Regions from separate parts of the Rattus norvegicus genome. Here region 1 is linked to region 2. A link is a contact called in public Hi-C data. All regions are on one chromosome and are shown on one strand. The core of a region is the stretch at or near the end of the contact, and the rest is flanking DNA. Distances in the headings are between cores, read along the strand shown.

Region 1 (5,854 bases), core at 2,023-4,522, 580 kb after region 2:
TTAGGGATGGAGTTCCACCTAGCAAATGGGAGGCTGGGGATTTGAACCCCAGTTTCAAAAAAAATAAAAATAACTAACGAAGATCACAAATGTGGCTCATTTTCCTTTTTTCCCCAATATAGATCATATATGGATATATGTCATATCATATAGCAATATCACATATATCTATATCTATCTATATATATATCTAGATAGAGATAGATATTTTCCCTAAAGGAACCGGTTTCCTGTAATACAGGCTGACACAGACAGAACTCCCTATATAAGCCACGGATGACCTTAACGTCTGCCTGCATCTCCTGGGCAGTGTTACAGGTGCACACCACCCATGCTGTTTCTGGTAGTAGGGATTCAACCCAGGGCATCATGAATGCTAGGTGAGCAAGCATTCTATAGCCTGTGCTACATGCCCAGTCCCACTTTTCAGTGTTAAGTGTGCATGCTGGGATCATGACAGCATCCTCAGTACTGTGCCACCATCAGCACTGCCTGTCTCTAGGGCTTGCTTATGGCCACAAATGGAACGCCAGTGACACCAAACAGGAGCTTCTTCCCCACCCACTAAGAACCTCTACTCTGGGCTGGAGAGATAGCTCAATGGTTAAGAGTACAGACTGCTCTTCCAGAGGTCCACAGTTCAATTCTCAGCAACCACATGGTGGCTCACAACCATCTGTATGGAATCTGATGCCCTCTCTGGTGTACATGAAGACAGCTGCAACGGACCCTCTTCTGGTGTGTCTGAAGGCAGCTACAATGTATTCAAATAGTAAATAAACAAACCATAAAAAAGTAAAAGAGCCTCTACTCTGAATCTTTATCTATCCATATATGTGTTGCAGGTCCATTCTTTGAGTCTGCTTCACCTGGAACACCATCTTCAAGTTGCCTTCTTGTGGGAGCTTGTCTCTGCACCTAATCCCCTTCAAGGCTGACTAATATTCCAACATCCAAACACATCTCATCTTATTTATCAAATCACCTGTTGGTTTGTTTCCTTGTGGCTATTGTAGGTGGTTTCCTTCCGAGTGCTTGTTTTTCGAGGCAGAACCTTACTGGAAGCCCAGGTTACATGGCAGCCTGTACCTCCAGGCTGCTGGGTTTTCTAGGATTGGGTCATCACAGCAGCTTTGAGTCTTTTATGAAAGACATTGCTATCACTAGTAGGTGGAAAATCTTCTCTGTATAAACCTCTTGGAGTTCACATAGAAATCGGGACCAAGAGGAACGATTCTGAATACTTCTCAAGGGTACACAGCAAAGAAGCAGGTACCCTTAGATTCTAGGCAGGAAAGTGCTTTCCAAATTCTGAAGACTCAACTAGGCTGGGCAACATTGTAGGCACCTGCTTGCCAGCTTAGCTCTTTACAGATAGAGAAAAAAATGAATGCAACTATTTAAATAACAGTACGCTGTAGGCCAGTGAGGTGGCTCAGCAGGTAACCTGAATTTGATCCCTAGAACCCACTGTGGAAGGAGAGTCAGCTCCTCAAGCTCTCAGATCTCCATGAGTGCATCATGGCCCATGAAGACAAAAACACCTACACACACAGACACCCATGCACAGAGACATGGACACACAGACACATATGCATGCACACACACATAATCAATAAAACGAAATACAAAATTGAAAACTATAGTACTCTTTGGTGGAAATGACTCAAACGAAAGCACTTGTCTAGGGGTGATTTGTAGACAATGTACTCTGTTCCCCCACAAAGCAGAAGCCAGTGTACTAAACCCCCAGTACAGACCAAGATGGCACTCTGTTAGCTATTAAGCATTCATTCGTCCCTAGCTATTGGGCATGAACAAATTATTTCATCTCCCTGTGCCTCGGTTTCCTTATGTGCAGGTTGAGTATTAATAGTGACTTAAATAAACTCACGGTGTGCCTAGGGAACGGTAGCCATCCAGTCAATGTCAGTTGTGTTTATAAGCTATAGCTTATTTTTGTATCTTAAAACACGTTTTAGTTAGGGTTATTTTTCCAACCCTGAGGTGGTTCACAGACTCCTGATCCAGACGCAAGTTTTCCTCGTGATTGGGGGTTAACAATCTCACATTATCAACCCATAATTAGAGATTCGATGCTTAGTGTCACGCAGTCACAGTGGAGCATCAGAGGAAAAATCACGCGTGCCGCATTAGCGGCTGTTCCGATAGGTGTCCGGTAATGGTTAGAGAGCATGAGTTGACCTGACTTCCTAGGAGATCGCCCACAAATTGGATAGTTCCCCAGAAAAGGCGATAACAGCACTTGAGTCATGTTGAAGACCAAAGGAGGTCTTTGTTTTTACCCGGGTAACTTTGCAAGCGTTTCTATTCAGACTGGCTTCCCTCCTTGCCTGGCACACCCTGAGTGCTTAACTAACGTTTACCAAAGTGAATTAATTCTAACACTGCTTCAAGGATGAGATCAGGGAATCTTAATAGTCCTAAGAAAATTAGGGAAAGAAGCTGATAAGAGGAGAAGCAGGAAGAAGAGGAGGGGAAAGAGGGGGAGGAGGAAGAAACTTTTGCTAGCCACGTGCTTTCAAGGCTTTTTTTCTGGGTTGTAATGCGCTCAGGCTAAGACGCCTCCAGTTTTGAAATCGCAACACAGAAATTGGTTCTCCCATCCCTCCCTGGGGCAAATTCAGAGACCTGTAGCTGCTGTTTTCCTTGACCCAGCACCCCACACAGTCAGTGTTTTCCTGAGTTGGCCATGCCCGGGTCATTTCTTGTGGGCGAGTTGGCTTCTCCAGGGCTGTCAGGATGCTGTTCGTCTCCATGACAACAAAGTGTGCGAATGAGGAGATGCAGCATACTGAGTGGTGTCATCCTAAGAAACCAACCCCCAACACTCCCACACTTCTGGGGCTCTGGCCGCAGGAAGTGGAATTCTTCTGGGAAAGAGGCTGACGTCGCTGGTGGCCAGGCCCCTGTCCCAGCCCAGGCTTGCGCTGATGCAAGCGCCGCCCGCCAGTGGCAGGCAATCCCCAAGGACCTGGCGCAGCACTATGTCTTGTTCCTTTCCGGTCACCCCGCCCAGTTTTCTCTTTGGAGTAAATAGCTTCTGGGTGGTTTCTCACCCAAAGTCCCAGTGCAGGTGGGGACAATGTGTCTGTCCTCAAACCAAATCTCTGCGACTTTTCCCAGATTGGGATAGGAGGAATTTGAACATCCCAGACTGGCCAGTATTGGGTCAATATGGAAGGCGCCCAGAGCTCATTCTCTCACTGGGACCGCCCAGGTGGCCTGGGATACCAGTGTCAGCCGGTGCCAAGGAAACCGCCCCAATCACGAGGGATCCTTGTGTCTGGATCAGGACTCTGTGAACCGCCTCAGGGTTAGAAGTGGTCCAGCCATGGCCGGTCTCCATCGCCCTCTTCTGGGCAAAAGGATAATCGCTCTAAAATTCTGTCTGAGACCTCCTAGACCTTGAGAGAGGGTTAGGAGAGTTGGGAGGGCTCCAACGCTACAGATCATCTCCCCAGTAAAACAGATCAGGAAATGGAGGCTCAGAGAGGACAAAGACGCGTCTAAGTCTCTCAGCCACTCTAGGAGTTAGTCAGGACCAGAATTTGCATGTATGTTTTCACCACACAATCTGTTTTTGCTGTTTTAAGATTTTAAGACAGGGTCTATCTTTGTACTGGGGGGGTGGGGGAGGGGGAGAGAGACAGAGACAGAGACAGAGACAGAGAGAGAGAGAGAGAGACAGAGAGAGACAGAGACACAGAGACACAGAGACAAAGACACAGAGATAAAGACACAGAGACAGAGACAGAGACAGAGACACAGAGGGAGAACTGGTGTGAAAGGTCAGAGAACAATTTGCTAGAGTCAGGTCTTTCCTTCCACCATGTTTGTTTTAGGAATTGACCTCAGGTCAACAGGCTTGGTGTCAAGGCTCTTTCCCGGTAAAGCCATCTCCTATTTCATGTTCTAGAATTATAGCCATGGATTCTGAAACACCTAGATTATTACTTTTAAGTGAATTATGGTGGTGGTGGTGGTGGTGGTGGTGGTGGTGGTGGTGTGTGTGTGTGAGAGAGAGAGAGAGAGAGAGAGAGAGAGAGAGAGAGAGAGAGAGAGATTCCCTGCAACATGGTAGCTGTGCAGGCCAAAAGAGGGCATCAGATACCCTGAAGGTACTGACCTTGTGAGAGAGCATGTGGGTGCTGGGAACCCAACCCAGGACCTGGACAAGAGTCATAAAAGTGCTCTTAACCAATGAGCTATTTCTCCTGCCCCAAATTATAGATATATTTTTTTTAAAACTTTAGCAGTTTTAATTTCTACTACGGTAAATACTGCTAAGATGTAACATACTCAATGAAGTTTATTGGGGCACTCAAGTATTTAGAGCAGAAATGGGTCTTGATCCAAAGCTTCTAGAACACCTGTGGTATCAGGTGGCCTCCTCTCTCTCAGTGATACCGCCCTCTTTTACCCACTCTTGCTTTCACTAAAGATATAGTTTTATGTTGAATGCGTTTAGTACCTTATGTAAAAGCAGATTTGGGTTCTATTGGACTGAGGTGGGGCTGAAACTCTATATTTCTAACAAGTTTCCAAAGAGCTACTGATCTAGAACCCACATTTTGAGAACTGAGCCTCTAGACTTTGGTCTAGATGCTAAAATTAATATCTGTGTCTGTTCCGTGTTAGCAATGGGAAGGTTTCCATAATTGGGCTGGGAGTGGAGCGGAGAGAGAGGAGAGAGGAGAGAGGAGAGAGGAGAGAGGAGAGAGGAGAGAGAGAGAGAGAGAGAGAGAGAGAGAGAGAGAGAAAGGAAAATGGTATAAAGCCTTAAGAGGAAGTAGGAACCATGTGCTGAATGACAGGAGACATTAAACTTACTCAGTCACAGTTCTATACACAGCTAGAATCTTTCCCAGATCTTAAAGCACATGCTCAGTAGTTGGAAGGTGGGAATTTCAGATGCCCAATGCAAAAAAAAAAAAAATTCTAAAAAGGACAACGCAGTTTGTGCAGAGGCTGCAACTGTGGCTCGGATCCTGAACACCTGCTTGGAACATATGAAGTCCTGGGTTCCCTCCCCAGCACTTTAAAAACAACCCAAAACTTCCTAAGCGGTGGTTTGTGGGGGATTTCTCAATATATCATGTAACTTTTTTGTTTTCCAGTGAGGTGGAAAATATTTTAAAACCAAACTGTAACTGCTTCTGCTATCTAAATTGGGGTGTTAATAAAATTTACATCGGCGGAAAAATGAAGCACTACTCTGGGTCTTTCTGCTTACAGAGTGGAAGAAAGAAGACCAGGTGGTTTGGCTTCCAAGGAAGGGACCACAAATCCAGATGTTTCCAGGCATTGAGGAGGCTTGGACCAATCAGAGAGGCTGGTGGGTTCTGTTGAGAAGATCCTCTTTTCTGTCACGGAGACAACCACCACTCAACTTTCCCCTGTGTCGGACCCCATGTTGTTGAATCTTCCAGTTTTGGAGTGTGTGTGTATGTGTGTGTGGCGTAAACTAGAGGGTATCATTGTGTGTGTGTGTGTGTGTGTGTGTGTGTGTGTGTGTGTGTGTAAGCCAGAGGGTGTCATTGTTCAGGCACCAATCTACCTCGTTTATTTGATCAAGTCTCTCACTGAACACCTGGGGCTCAAAACAGGCCAAGCTGGCTGACCAGCAGTCCCCCAGGAGCCTTCCTGTCTCCTGAGCACTGGGATGACAAGGACATTCACCTGCACCTGGCTTTTTATGTGGGTTCTGGGGTTTGAACTCAGGTCTTCATGCACGCATGGGAAACACTTTACACAGTGAGCTCTCTTCCCTGTTTCACAGCATCTCATTTCTTGAGAGGAGCCTGAAACCAAGATATGAACTGAAGTAATT
Region 2 (5,924 bases), core at 1,023-3,522:
TACCATCCATCTCATATCTTCTTTCCTACCCCCAATACACAGCCTACTCATACACACACACACACACACACACACACACACACACACACACACACACACACACACAAATTCGGGACATGTATCTGTGGCCCTGGACTATTTGACACAGCATTTTGAAAGCTGCCAGATTCCAAAATAAGCATGCATGGAGCTCTTGTGAGGTTCATTCTCCAATCCAAAATAGCATGAAATACAAACAAACTAGTCATTCTGGGAACCATGAGCATAAGTCAGGAGTTGGCCATTGAGCCCATTGCTACCAGCTGGTAAAAGACACTTCAAAAAGAATTATGTAGAAGAAGTTAGGAACTCACACAGAAGAGATAATTTGTGGGAAGGGAAAAAAATAGGTCAGCATACAAGACACTTTTTTATTCCTATTATTTCTTTTCTCTCACAAAAAGCCAGATGCTTCTAATCTCCTTAAAAATTATCTGTGAGGCTGACATGGAAATTCTCTGGTGCATTTTCCCCATTTTAAAAAAGAGGAAGACATAATGTGCTATCTTCTATAGATAACAAAACAATAGCAACCAATTTTCCTCGTGGGGAGTGAGGAACAGAATGTATCACCAACACTCAGGAAGACAGACAGAAGATGAATTCTGAGTGTGCTTGAAACACAGAGGTGATGCCTCTGCATCTGTGTGATTGGCATGAACAGAAGCTTTCAAATGTCTGGCAAGAAGTGTGTGAGGAGACACAGCAGAATCATCAAACAGGCACTAGACTGCTGAGAAATGACAGAACGCTGATATTTCTAGATCAAACTCTGATAACTCAGAGCCTCTATGAAAGCTACACACATTCAGTGACTTCCACCTCAGCAAAGGTCAAGCTCAGGGCCAGGCACACTGAAGACTCGGCAGTCTGATCCCATGAAGGAGCTATACAGGATGAAAACGGCCAAGCATTTCCTTCCCTAACTGCAGACGCCAGGAGAACATGGCCCAGGTCTAGGCGTGGTCCTGGCCTGGCTTGTTGCAGGCCACAGGCAGATGTGAATACAATGAATACGCAACAAAAACGTACGAAGGGCCTTGAGCTGAGCTACTCATTTGGGTCTCTTGCAGAATGTCACTGTCTCTAGGAAGGCCTAAGTGACACATCCGTGCTTATGGTAATGGTTCTCAGAATGCACTTGTGATGATTAATGCCATCAATTTAATAGAACCTAGAATCACCAGAGAATAATATTTGCCCAGGCCTGTGAGGGATTATTTTGATGAGGTTAATTAATGTGGGAAGACCCAACCTAAATATAGGCAACATCATTCCCTCTGTTACAGTTCTAGACTATGGAAAAAGATGAAAGCTACTGAACACCAGGAATCGTCCCTCTGTTTCTTGACTGTGGACACAATGTGACCAGCTACCTCAAGCTATAAGCACTATGACTTCCATGTCATGATAGACTACCGTGACACTGTTAGCCAAAATAAACCTTTTCTTCCATAAGTTGCTTTTAAATTGTTTATTCTGTTTGTGTGCTGCATACTCCAGTGATCCAGTAACAGTCACCAGTCCTGCAATGTACTTCCTCCCACCCACCGAGTCTTCTCACTGGCACTTAGATTGCCTTAGTCAAGATATTTAATCACAGCAACAAGAGTAGTAACTAATGCACAGTGGATGGACAGACAGTCAGACAGACAGAAGTGGCTGTTCAGATACACATCCTAGGCTATCCACGCAGACATCCAAACATGCTGCTTTCATGGTTTTCACGTGGTCCTCAAGGTACATGTCTAACAAGCTTTCAGTCGCTGCTTAAGCCCTGGGGTGCGCTTTGAATAGCAGCAGCTTATGAAGCAGGCAGATGAGGTGGCTAAAGAGTGGTTTCAGAAGCACAAAAAAAAAAGCAAAAAGTGGGCAGAACAGCAGCCAGACTACACAGAGCCTGACACAGCAAGGTTAGACTAAATACATGAGAGCGCAGCGCACCAGCGCAATCTCAGACATGAGGGGTGCAGTCAGAGCAGACAGACAAGGAACCTGTTATCAGAGAGCTGGCATTCAAAGAGGGCAGTCAGACAGCAAACAGACTGAAGCATTCAACGCTGCTCCCAGCAGTGGTCAGCTCTGAAGACAGGAAAAGTGGGGAGACATGACCGGAAGCAATAGAGGCTGCTTTTTAGAGGGGATTTTGGAAAAGACTCTCTGAGAGAGAGCTGAGATGCCCAAAGAACTGGAAAACCGGAATTCCAGAGAAAATTAGCCAATGATGATTAATGTAAAAAGCATGCTATGTGCGCAGATAAATAAACAGAATCACTATGTCCACATTCTGAAGACTCAATACAAGTGAAAACTGTGATAAGCATTTTGCTAATTTTTTGACCAGCAAAGAAAAAAATCCCAATCTCAGTGGCTACTTAACCTTAGGCAGAGCCTTCCAGAATCTGTCCTCACTGATAAAATAAAGCCATTCGAACGTACACTCATCGTGGCTTGGAGACCGAGTGCCTCGTTAGACACGTGCCTAGTGTGAGAAAGCAATCCCCAGCACCAAAAAAATGAAAACTGACCAGAACAGAGCCCTGCGTAAGAGACAAACAAAGCAAGCCCTGGAGAGAGCACTGCTAATGCTTTGCTTTGGGGACACACACCCTGTCACTGACCCTCGGCTTGGCTGACCTTGTCCTCATGGAAACAAGAGCAGCACTGCCCAGCTTAGATCAGGCCTCTGAGATTCTGGGTTGTTCGGGTTGGGGAGTGGGGATGACACCTCTTCCAGCCTCCAGCTGTGGGTGCACTTGTGCCACCGGGATGGGAAGGAACGGGTTACGTGCCACATAAACCAGCAAGCTGAAGGGCAGATCTGGGGATAAGGCACAGGACTGCAGCTCTCCTTGGATGGATTAGTCTATATGCTACAAAAACCAGGCTGCAACAGCTCTGATGAACTTTTAATGCCTGCTCAGAGCAGTGTTGAAAAGGATTCCAAATCAATGACATAAAAGACTAGAAAAAGATTGGTGGTAGACAAAATTGTTATCATGACTATAATTGAAAACCTTGAGAATAATACAAAATAATTCAATTTTGAAAATATAGATATTAAATAAAACTCACAGCAGAATACCATCTAATAGTTTTCTCTAAGACATAAGATATCTGATTTTCATTGCCACCTTTCTCATTTTATTTCTTTTCTAAATTTTATGCAATGAAATTGTTTTGTTTGTATACGAAACACTTTCAAAACAGTCAGCAACCACATTTACTACTGGGTCACAGCAGTTCTCGAGGCTTCCATGAACCAAACAACTATGAACATCTGAATCCAAAAGAGAAAGCCTCCTCGTGCATGTGGTGAGGGGAGGGGGACATCACTTGGCTGTAGAGCACTTCCCCAGTGTGTGCAGTCCATGGTTCTGATCCTTAAACACATGCACACACGCACACGAGTATGGAGAGCTCAGGCCCAGCACTTGCAAAGAGTCAATTCATACTACTATCATTCTACTTACACACATCCATTCACTCAGAAAATACGTATTAATAAGTAGTTCTCCTAAACTTCAGTAACGGCTCACTAATGAGACACAGTTAAAGAGCAAATGTCCTGGTTATGAATGTTCCGGTTCTTTATATTTTCCTACCTCTATTTTCAGCATCAAGAGTGGTTCTTAAAGGAAGTTAGGTCTTTGGGTGGCTGGAAAATGGGTCATTCTATTAATTAAGAACAGAGGTAGTAGGAGGGACCTGTTTCAGCCTGATTTCATCAAAATGGCTAATTACTTTGTAAAAGTTCTCAGTTTCTGTGCTAAGGATGTGCTCTTGGCTCAGGAAACAATCCATTTCAGATAATGGCCTACAACCCTGGAGGCCTTCAACTCAAGTGGGACAGAAATATGGTTTTTGAGAGTAAAAGTTTTCTCAGACAAAGGCTATTTTTAAGGCAACTGTATCTCCCACTGAATCATTCTAGGGAAAGCTGTGCCAGAACCCAGGACTTACCATTGCTCTTTCAAACGGCACTAGACCAATGCCTTTGTCATCCTGGTAGAATGGTAGCACTGATGTGGGTATGGAATGAAGACCCCACATTGGAATGTTAGGTATCAATCTAACAACACCGAGAACCAAAGTCTGTATTTGAGTACTTATTATGTGAACTGCTCCATCAACTTAACATATACTGACTCTGTGCATTCTTCCAATAACCCTACAAGAAAGATATAAATAGCATGGACATTACACACGTGAGAAAAAACTGAGGCTGAGAGATGTTAATAGTGTGCCTTAGGCCATTCTGTGTAAGCAGCAGATCAGGGAATGATAGACTATATTCTTAACCGGTTGCTGTGCTACCTCAGAGCCTCTCTTTCTGTGTCCTTATCTTCTTCCTGAAGCTGTAACTTAGACTGTTAAAAATTGTGAATGAGGGGCCTAGAGAGATGGCTCAGCAGTTAAGAGCACTTACTCCCAGAGGACACAGGTTTGATTCCAAGAACCCACATAGTGGCTCACAACTACTAGTAACTCTAGTCTAAGGGAGTTCCGTGATCTCTTCTAGCCTCCACCAGCACTGAGAATACAAGTGGTATGCAGACATACATTCAGGCACAACACCCATACCACACACACACACACACACACACACACACACACACACACACACACACATGATTTTCTTAATTAATCTTGTTTTAAAAACTAGACATGATTATAGGAGTTTACTTAAACAACGCAAAGTGACCTTGGTTTATGTGGCTCAGTGGTTAAGGACACTAGGTGCTTTTCTAAGAGACCTGAATTCAATTCCCAGAACCCACATGGTAGCTCATAACTCTCTATAACTCTGAGGGTGTTCGACACACAAGTTGTGCAAAGACATAAATGCTGATAAATTACTCATACATACAAAATAAAAATGAATATTTTAAAAATTAACATTTTTTATATTTTAAAAATTAATTATAACATTCTTTCTTTTTATTTATTTCTGGAATTGCCATTTTTCTCTGGAAAATTCTAATTCCATACGGTTTTGTCATCCTGTTGTTCACAGATGTATTCTACAGGTTGACTCGGAAAAGTTAATCATTAACTTGACTCTACATCAGCCATTCATTTTAAAACAGTCATAGATTACAAGTCTAAGGAGAGAAAAATGAAGTCAGATAAACACCTTAATCCAACAAAGACAAAGATTAAAAAAGAACAAAGAACAGATAAGGCAAAGGAAAAAACCAAAATCTTAAGATACCCAATTCAAACCCAATAATATTAATAGTTTCATTAAATATAATTGGTTTCAATAATGAATGAAAACAAAGAGATTGAAATAATAAATTTAAAAATTCATATAAAAGATTTGATTCCTTAAAGACAGAATTCTCAGCGTGTACTCAGTAGAGACGGATAATGTACAATGCCAAATGTCTATTAAAGAAGAAAGTTGTGTTTCGATTTGGTTTCAGTGTATTCCTTTAGGTCATGAGAGGGGGAAGGCCTACCTGATGCTGACTAGAGCTAAGGACTCTGGGGGAGAAGAGTAGGATTCCATAAAGTCATTTGGGTCAAGTCACTATGTTTGACTCTTATTGACTTTATAGGAAGAGGAAGAATCATAATGAATGTGCACACACGAAATAAAACACACACACACACACACACACACACACACACACACACACACACACACACCATCACTTCCCATGTGATGCCTTAGAAACTTTCTGGGCCCAGCATGAATATAAGCACCATATGATGCTCCTTAACTTTGGATCCCTAAAAACATAAGCCAAAGTAAGCCTCTTTTCTTGAAAAATTTAATCGTTTTTGGGTTTTCATTATAGTAATGAAAAAAGGGCTAAATGCACAAGTCTAGGTCCAAATGCCTTTAAGAGGGAATTCTACCAAGCATTTCAGAAAGA

Evidence for each region. A called contact is a pair of places that touch in the nucleus more often than the background predicts.
Region 1: a contact with region 2 is called in a Hi-C map of Schwann cells, with 5 times the contacts expected there. The contact joins two enhancer-like sites. A contact is called at or near these places in 3 of 12 Hi-C or Micro-C datasets (Schwann cells, frontal cortex and liver).

The regions. Positions count from the first base shown.
Region 1 is chr4:143,221,134-143,226,987 of GRCr8, forward strand. No RefSeq gene overlaps it. Among named protein-coding and RNA genes, the nearest start is that of Bhlhe40, 50 kb to the left of the region's middle. Within about 2 kb of position 3,273, at least 84 of the 93 cell types and tissues checked have an H3K27ac peak or open chromatin away from gene starts, as enhancers often do. A contact at or near this core is called in Schwann cells, where this site is marked.
Region 2 is chr4:142,637,164-142,643,087 of GRCr8, forward strand. The region is part of intron 8 of Sumf1 (sulfatase modifying factor 1); the gene reads right to left. Among named protein-coding and RNA genes, the nearest start is that of Setmar, 38 kb to the left of the region's middle. Within about 2 kb of position 2,273, at least 13 of the 93 cell types and tissues checked have an H3K27ac peak or open chromatin away from gene starts, as enhancers often do. A contact at or near this core is called in Schwann cells, where this site is marked.